Linked DNA regions of Drosophila melanogaster: region 1 is linked to region 2. The links are chromatin contacts, called in public Hi-C maps. All regions are on one chromosome and are shown on one strand. The core of a region is the stretch at or near the end of the contact, and the rest is flanking DNA. Distances in the headings are between cores, read along the strand shown.

What was found. A called contact is a pair of places that touch in the nucleus more often than the background predicts.
Region 1: a Hi-C map of the Kc167 cell line shows a contact between it and region 2, with 5 times the contacts expected there. A contact is called at or near these places in 20 of 107 Hi-C or Micro-C datasets (the Clone 8 cell line, the Kc167 cell line, the ML-DmBG3-c2 cell line and 12 more) and 3 of 7 datasets of targeted methods (all in the Kc167 cell line).

The regions. Positions count from the first base shown.
Region 1 is chr3R:9,050,157-9,054,865 of dm6, forward strand. Kdm2 (Lysine demethylase 2) reads left to right here and starts at 2,339. Exons shown (of 6, transcript NM_141607.3): 1 at 2,339-2,471; 2 at 3,380-3,603. The coding sequence starts at 3,472. Mst85C (Mst85C,) reads left to right here. Exons shown (of 3, transcript NM_001275470.1): 2 at 798-971; 3 at 1,031-2,075. The coding sequence starts at 805. The coding sequence ends at 1,592. Nmdmc (NAD-dependent methylenetetrahydrofolate dehydrogenase) reads right to left here and starts at 399. Exons shown (of 3, transcript NM_057581.5): 1 at 208-399. The coding sequence starts at 221.
Region 2 is chr3R:9,339,150-9,343,394 of dm6, forward strand. It overlaps drn (doctor no), which reads left to right and starts at 1,505. Exons shown (of 5, transcript NM_001275480.2): 1 at 1,505-1,620. It overlaps lncRNA:CR43301 (long non-coding RNA:CR43301), which reads right to left and starts at 843. Exons shown (of 1, transcript NR_048352.1): 1 at 1-843.

The DNA of each region.
Region 1 (4,709 bases), core at 1,089-3,588, 290 kb before region 2:
TTGTCAAAATTGTTTTAAGCTATAGAACTATTTTCGAAGTTTTCAGAAAGAAAATGTTTTGTCCTTTATTTTTCATTGTAACTCATGTTTTCAAAACAATAATTAAGAACTAAAAATGCTTGTAGGAGAAGCACATGGCATAATTAATATATAGCTATATTCGATGAATAATGGAGATGTAACAAAGTACGGATTTCAAAAACTCACCTTGTGAATCGCATTTTGAATCGAGTTCTTTTAATAACTGAAAACGTTTGATCTGTTGAATAATATCTGATGTCCTATTAGAGTTTATTGCACTAATATACTTTTAAGCTCGTTAAATATTGCAACACTTTTTGTTTAAAGTATTCTATAAAAGAACTTGGTTTCACACTTGTCGCTTTGGAATATTTAAAAGAAGCGCGTTGCAGCCCTTTTTATGGCTCTTAAAACGGGTATTTTTTAGTACCTTTCTAGTTCGAAATTTCGAAATTGGCCTTAGATTAAAATATTTCAGGGGTAGACAAATTGCAGATTTCTCAATAACCAAGAATAAAACGAAGATAATGCTGCGCACGTACAATTTTATCTGTATGAATAATCTGATACTGTTGTAAATTCAACGCTTAACGTTTGAGTGTGTCTTAGCAGTGCAAGTGTGATGCATCTTTTTTGGTTTATTTATGCCAACGCCATCTGGCCACACTGCAGTGAAAAGGAAAACAAGAAGTCGCAAATCCAATCTCCATTGCAATTTTGAACACCATTCCTTTGCATAACTATTGCCCACGCAACTGCATCTCTGATGCCCACAGACTGGCGATGAAGCCCCAGAGCAAGCGGAAATCATTCCCATTCAATGCGCCTCCTCCGGGCGGTATCATGGACTTCGGATTCGGGAGCTGCAGCACCTTCGGCAATTCGGTGGAGAATGATCTGGTAAAATGGCAGCATAAGCGAAAATCCGAGCAGCCGGCACCGGCAGTGCTGTAAGCTATATCCTCAACACAACATCCACATAAAATACTAACCACAGAACTCATTGCAGACCACCCAAAATGCTTATAACCGAGGAGAGGATCACCCAGCATTTCAGCGGTCTATCGCTGGATCCGAAGATCAATGTCGCCGCCACGGCCGTTGTTAGCAACAACAACAGCGTGGCCAGCGTTACGGGCGGACTGGCCACGGATGATATACCATCCACCAGCACCGGGAAGACCCACCACCCCAATCCCGCCTATCAAATGGCGGCCATGGAACTGGAGCAGAAACTGCGCAATGCCAATCGCATCGTAATTTGTGATGGCCTTAAGCCAGGATCGGGTCCCGGTTCCGCTCCACCTGTAATACCACCGGAGTGGCTAATCAAGTCCATACCACGTCCCTGCACCGCCTTGGTCCCTTGGCAGCCTTCGCCACTGCAGATGCCGATGCCGATGCCGGAAGTCAAGATGGTGTCGCCCCAAATAGTGGCACCCATGGCTGCGGCACCGGCGGTCCAGGAGCTGGATGACTACGATGACGATCTGGAGTTCTTCGAGAACAACAACACGTGCAGCGTGAATCTTAACAAGTCTGAGCAGGAGCACATGGACGAAGACCTGTAGCGATAGCCATATAAAACCCTAAACCATAAGCATTAAAGTGTAGATTTGTATGTCCGTAACCGTAAGAACCCAGTTGATAGCATGCAAGAATACTCCGCCTCCTTATTTTTTTATTACTATTGAAAATAGATAGATGTATGTGATTCAATCTGGAATGTTCCGGAATATTCGTTATTTGAAGCAAGTGAGTCGAGAACAGATAACTTTCGAGAGACGCAACGGCGGACGTCAAACGAACACCTGACTTAAGAAAAGTTTTTCTAAGATGAACTAATTCATTTTACTTTTTACATCAATTTATAAGCACTTTTTACAGTATATGAGTTTCTGCAGTAAAGTGGATCGAACGAGCTGAATCTACCATATTGTTTAAAATATACTTTACATTGCGTTTTTGGAATCGACCTTTCTTTGCTGGCTACTAAAATTAGAAAGATACGTATTTTTTGCAATTGATAAAGAATAAAGAATAAAACTGTAAGCAAAACTTTGTATGATCTTATATATATAACAAATAACGCAAAATGTTAAATAGACATAAAATTATGAATGCTTAAGTCCGATATTGTAAGAACCTCTTTGCATTTATAACATTTATATATTTTTTAATTTTGCCGAGCTAGTTTTCCGTTAAATTAACTGGTTGATTGTTTAAATGACTGTTTAAAATGATTTAATATTGAACTTTGGTATTTGGTATTTTTGGACAGGGCGGTCCCACTGAAACATTGGTGTTGGCCAACTGCCGTCATATTGAAAAAACCAGCAGAGAGGTCGGATCGCAGCGCTGCTGGATTTTTCAGCGATTCGCGTACGGAAAAAATCGAGTACGTCCGAGTGCGGATTGCCCAGAAATCCGTTTAAATAAGTGTTTATTTGGTAATTATTATTTAAAATACACACTTGTATAAGAGTGTGTGCGTTTTTGGTGCTGTGAAAAGTTTAGTGAACGGCCCCCACATTGACAGCGTATGAATTATAATTATAATTTACTTCATGGCGCAAGCGAAAAGATTGTAATTCGGAGAATGAGAAGACGAATCAGAACAAAAGCAAGGCGAACGGCAGAGCCACCACCACATATAGCACTCAAATCGCATCCGCAGCGGCGGAAATCTGACAAAAACTAGATACGAGGCGAAGTGCAAATTTAGAATTCTTATTACAAGTTCATGGGAAAGTGGCGAATATACGTGGAGCGTGATAAGTGAGCGTTTTTTGTGTGTTGAATGGCAAAACATCACGTTGACCGATGCACGAATGAGAGGGAGTATTTCGAGTACGCGTCGCCGGAGTCGAACTCACCACTCTAGTTTGTTTTTCCGCTTTCTTCGCGGCTCTCCCTCTCATCGCTCTCATTGCAGTGCAGTGGTGGAGCCTCTGGGCAGCGGCACACGCGTTGGGGGCCACCCCCCTCCGGCCGGTGAGCCACTGTACTTGCCGCGTGGTGAGTTTGCCGGCTGGGCCTCTGCTGCTGCTTCAGCTTCTGCTGGTGGGTTTCTTGTGCTCCGAGCTCTTGGGCTCCAACCTCTTGTGCTCCCTCTCATTGGTCGGCCAATCGTGTGTGAGTGAGCTTGTGCCTGTGCGCTGCTCCGCGTCGCGTGTCGGACCGTTTGTGTGTGGGAGTGTGTGCGTGTGCTGGCCGTTCAATTTGTGTGAAGTAATAAGCGTAATTAGTTTGTTGGTGCGGCGTCGGATTGCAATTCAGCTTAAAAACGCCACTAAATGTAAATGTAAACGTAAACGTCTGACGCATCATCTACATCTACGATTTTGTGATTTTCCAGCTCTAGTCTGGCCAATAGAGTCCGTCGAGTGGAACCAGAAACGAGCTGCAACTATAAAGCGTTAACAAAAAAGTATAAAATAGAAGGCAGCGATGTCCACCGCCGTTGAAACGGGGTCGTCGCCTGCCAAGAGCAATAGCAACAACAGTAGCAGTGGCGGCAACAACAACAACGGCAACGGCAATCTCAGTCCAAATGCAAAAGGCGTGCAGCGGCGTCAACTGGTAAGTACCGCCGCACCCCCACTTTTACCTTTCACCCCCCGCCCCCTCCCTTCCTCACTATCAATAACCGATAAAGCCACGACAACCTACAGTCGTACTTCCCTAGGGTGCATTTGTTAAGTTTCACTCGATAAATCGAACTAACAGGACCAGCTGTGTAAGACCGAAAAATAGGTGGAAATTTATTTTGTTTGTTGCCGCCAGATGTTCAAATTTATTAATTCAGTGCTCTGATAACCCGGAATAATCGAGTTAACTAACACCTCCCATTAGGAAAGATATGTATAGTTGACTTAAATAAGTCAAAAGAAGCTGCTCAATTACGTACGTTTTCCTAAGTTACAAGCCGGCTCTACTTAGCCGCCCATGTGGGTGGTTCGCCATACGGAAATTCACCTGTAAGCATGAACGATAAGCCCGCCGTGCCGAGCCCTAATAACTTGATGATCAGCGAAGGCAAGGAGTGCGAGCGAGAGATAGCAAATAGGTTGTGGAAGCGAACGTAAAACTCATCATTAATCGGTGGAAATAAAATGCATTCTCACCCAACCGCCCCGCCCTCTGCCTCTCTCGCCCACTATTCTTGTTTTATTTTTCTTTTCCGCTGCCTCTTTAATTTTCATTTGCGCCCGTTGAGCATTGGAGCTCAACTGAGGCCGCATGACCGAAAGCAATGAGCTTTATTTGCCATATTCGCTGTTTGTTATTCTCTTCTTCTGGCTATTATTGCCATTGTTGTTGTTTGACTCGCATTTCGTTTTCAATTTGCCGCTGGTGTGTGTGCGTGTGTGTGCTTGCGAGCGAGCATATGTGTTGGCTAGGGTGCTGGTGGGTTTGTGTGTGGTGTGTTTCTGCTTCGGTTTCTATTCCATATCGTAGATAACAGGGCATTGTTGCGTTGTTGTTGCCCAACATATTTACATACGGAGTGGAAGAGGAAGCGAGAGAGGAAGAGCGGGAGTAGTGCTGACGTTGACACACAGAGAACAAAAAGTCAAACCAAAAGCCTTTCGAATATATCAATTTATATCTGAAATATAATATATAGAATGCAATGCAATTTCTTGTGTTGAACATTAAACCTCAGCCCCACATCGCGTCTGTAT
Region 2 (4,245 bases), core at 255-2,754:
CTTGTGCGTGTGCCCACATGTTTACATAAAGTGCAACTGTGTGCACGAAAAACGTTTCACCCTCTATTTGTAGCTCCAATTGTATCAGCATAATTATAGACACTGTGACAAATAAGTAATATGTTTTACCAAAAATTGCTAAAATTAAAGGTAAATGAAGAGTTATGTAGATAGTTGCTTCTTTTTATTAAGCAATAAAAAGGGAATTATTATGTACGTTTATATACTGCAAGTCTCGCTAAATTCTGCTACAATGTACATACATACATACAAATCTATACAAATCTATTACCCAAATCAGAGCATTTAAATAGATAAGCGCAGAGAATTTCGTATGGATTGGAGGTCTAAACGAATTTCTGTATTGCTCGTGGAGGGCAGACAGTGAACATTTGTAAGGCGCACCTTGTTATCAATCACCTTTTTTACGCATTGTTTGAGGCCCCTTTGTATCTCCGCCTCGTCTTGGTTTCTCTTACAACTGCGTCGTTTTAACTTCATGGGGCAAGCTACGGGGTATACGTATAAATACATACACATGTATGTATGTGTATGTACATACTCTATAAGGTTTGTGGCTAATACGTGATGGTAAACAAACTGCAATGCAATGGCCAAATGCGTTTCGGATTCACCACGACTGTTAGACACCCCCAACTCTGTTATCTCCGCCTGCAGGGCAATATTTTCGTTTTCCACCTCACGCGCGGTTGTTATTGCTGAAAACAGGAAATAATTTTCGTTTTCTATAGAAAACACTGCTGGCAGCCGTCGCTGTTGCGTGTCTGATATTTTATTTTTAACGCTCAGCGACTTTATACTACGTAGTATTTAGTATCGCTCGCTTTTAAGTTTGCCTTTGTACGTCTCGCATAATTTTGGAGCTTTTCTGCTTGCAACCTTGCCTTTAAGTTTACAAAGTTCGTTAGCACTAGCGTATTTTTACTGTCTGTTCATTTAAATTGTTATTATTTTTGGTTGGTTTTTTTTCTTTATTGCTTTTTATTTTGGCTTGTTTGTCATCACAACAAGGCTAGTGCAGAACCAATTTCGTAGGCAGGTGCGACCTTTGATAGCTGAAATATTTGTCGAGAAACTTTACAAACTGGTATCTATCTACGGATCGTAAGTGATATTTTATATTATTTATATGAACACGATCTCATTGGAGCCTATGACCTCTAATTAAGCGAATTCTTAGCCCCACTCTGACTTTTTAATTTGCTTTTGATTTTACATTTGCTTTGCGAGTGATCGCAACAAAATAACATTTCGATGTGAAAGCGTGGTCGGATTGACGATACCCTCTAATATATATTTAATAAATGTATGCATGAATTTATTGAAAATAATATTTCCTAAATTGTATTTAACATTCTAAGTATTATTTATTAGATATATACAAAATAGACAAAAAGAATGTAATGAGCAAAAACTGGGCAATCATATTTTCAGTGCTGTATAATTTTTATTAGCACTGCATTTCAGAGCTAATCAACACTAAGCTTTTGTGCTTCATTCCATTCTCAGTAAGGACAAAACACGAAATTAGACTACAAATGTTCTGAAACATCAGTAATGAAATTGGACAAAGTGCACCTCAAAACGGACATTCTCTTGGTAAGGGTGATTTGGAAAACCAAATTTCAGGCCTGTTAAACTGCGGCAAATACTCACCACGGCCAGCCAACAGCCATTTCACAATATGGCACTGTTATCAAAAAGATTACTATTGGGGAAGACAAAGCAATCGCCATACGCTAGGCGATTTCTACATTAATACTTTTGTTTCCCGTTCGGTGAACGCATAGAAATTGATATTAAAATTATTTTTTTTAAAAAGTGCGCAGTTTGCATTGATGACGCAGCAGCGCAGTTTCGCTCTCTGCGGCTGTTAACACGCTGTAGCTCTCTTTGGGCTGGCGAACAATATGGCGTCGTCGAAATTATGTCGTCGCCCAATTTAAAGTCATACGAAAAACCATAAAGATTATTAAAAGCGCGTTTGAAGGTTTCTTGAAACGCCCAGTAAGCGGAAATAGTTTTGGTTTGTTGGCAGGGACTCGATATAAATTTGACTCTCTATCGTTGCATTGGTCTTTTGTCTCTTGTCTCCCTCTGTTCCCCTTCCACAATCTTATTGTGTGTGCACTTTGCACTGTTGGGCTAACATAGCGTGGTGTTTTTCGTTGGAAATACGCATTTTCGACCATCTTTGCTCGGTTCACATTTAATTTATTTCCTACATGGCTTCTCTCCGTTGACTGGCGATTTCTTTTTAGCCTGTCATCCTTCATTCCCCTTTCCTAACCACTTTCTCACCACACCAGCAATCAACGCTCTTTTTGCGTTAACAGCGCTCGTTTGGGCTAGAGATGAGACCATGAGTTTATGTTACGTCGTGTCACGATAAGAATTTTATTTTACATACATTTCGGTCCAATTTGCGTTTGATTTTATTGTCAAGAGGAGAAAATACAAATTGAAAATAATTTTAAACAAACATTGTATTCGATTTTATATAAATAAGTGTTTCTTTTATAGCTAATGTATTGAAAATAATAATCATTTCGATCATTTCAATCCTACATACTCCTGGTATTGTTAACTGCTTTCAACCGGAGAAGTTGAGTGACAGACTCACGCTCTCATCACCAAATTGCCACCAACAGAGCTCTGTTAGCTCGCCAGTCGCAGTCATCAAGCGTTGCGAGGTCCGCTCATTTCTGTTAGAGTGCTTGGAGACTTCACTTCGCGTTTGGAGGATCAGATCCACGTTGGTTTTTGGCTTCAATTACCCACAACTGTCATCGTCAGCCCAGTCAGCGCCTTGCTAACTAAACTAGATAATAAAGTAATCACTTTTCCGCGCTCCCCTCCCTCTCTCTCGGTCGTGTTAGTGCGCTCCGCGATTAATAAGAAACGAGTTAAAAAGGAAAGCAAAAGGAAAACTGGCAGCGTTTTCCTCTTGCAGCTGAGAAAAACCGCAGGACGCAGCTCAGCAGCAGCGTCGCAGTCGTGTGCGTTGTGCATAAGAAAAAAGAAGAAAAAAAATCCTGTAATATTGCAGAAAAAACCGTAATTCGCCACTTGAAACGAAGGAAAAACGAGGAAAAGCAACTGCGTCGTGCACCATTTTGTGATATATTTTTGCCCTCCTCCTTCTTCAACGATCCCTGTGCAATTCTCTGTTAAAGAAAAAATTAAAATAATTACTAGCAACCAATTGAATTTCTGCGAGACCAACATAACACATAAAAATTTCCAACTACTGTGATTTGAACAAAGCTCTAAGTTTTTGATTCAAGCCTGTGTAATTTCCACCCACAACGAATTGAAAAAGTAAGTGAATTCAAATGAGAAAAAGAAAATTATAATTTATTTCATTTTCCTCTTCGCTCGCCTACGTTGCTTACTCACCACTAGTCGATTCCCCACGCTCTCTCTCTCTTCACCACAGTCACCAATACACACGGGCTCGCCTACGTCACTTTGTCGTGTGTGTGCTTAGACTAGCGTTGCCATGTCGCGCGAATTACGAAGACAGGAACAATAAATAAATAGCAGTTAAATAAATAGTAGAAAATGCCATACAAAATATATGGGAATTGACTTTAAATTACATTTTTGAGTTTTCAAAATAAAAACTAAATTTTAAATACTTAAATTATAAAAAAATTAATTAAAAAATGAAATAGTTTCCACATTTCTTGAAGAATATACTGTTAACAGCAGTTAACGAAGTGTAAGCAGAAGGAACAAGTACAATGTTATGCATTAAGAATATGAATCCCTAATCTCATTTCATTCAGTGCAGCTGTTCAAGTTTTTTCTATAGTTCTTTGCCAAGAAAATATTACGACTTGCCAAAAACCAAAACCCCAACCACAAAATGTAGACTTTGAAGCGAAGGACGTCTCTGCTGATAAGTGAAAAATAAATGACTGATAGCTCAAGTACAAACATGCACATAGTGATATGCGTATATACATGTGCGTGCATTTGTGTGTATATACCCTTCAGCTATCTCCAAATTTAAATAACATTTTCCTCTTTATCGCAGTGACCGAAGAAATATCTTTATCTGCACACTCCACAATTTTAATATTATTTTTGCCTGCAGTGCGTGACTTGAATTTTTTGCTCACTCACTCTTTCGTATGACTCATAGACCCGCATAAAAGCAAGACGAGTTCGAATTATCTACGGATTTGGGATTACGGTTCTTATCGGCGAGTGCATAGG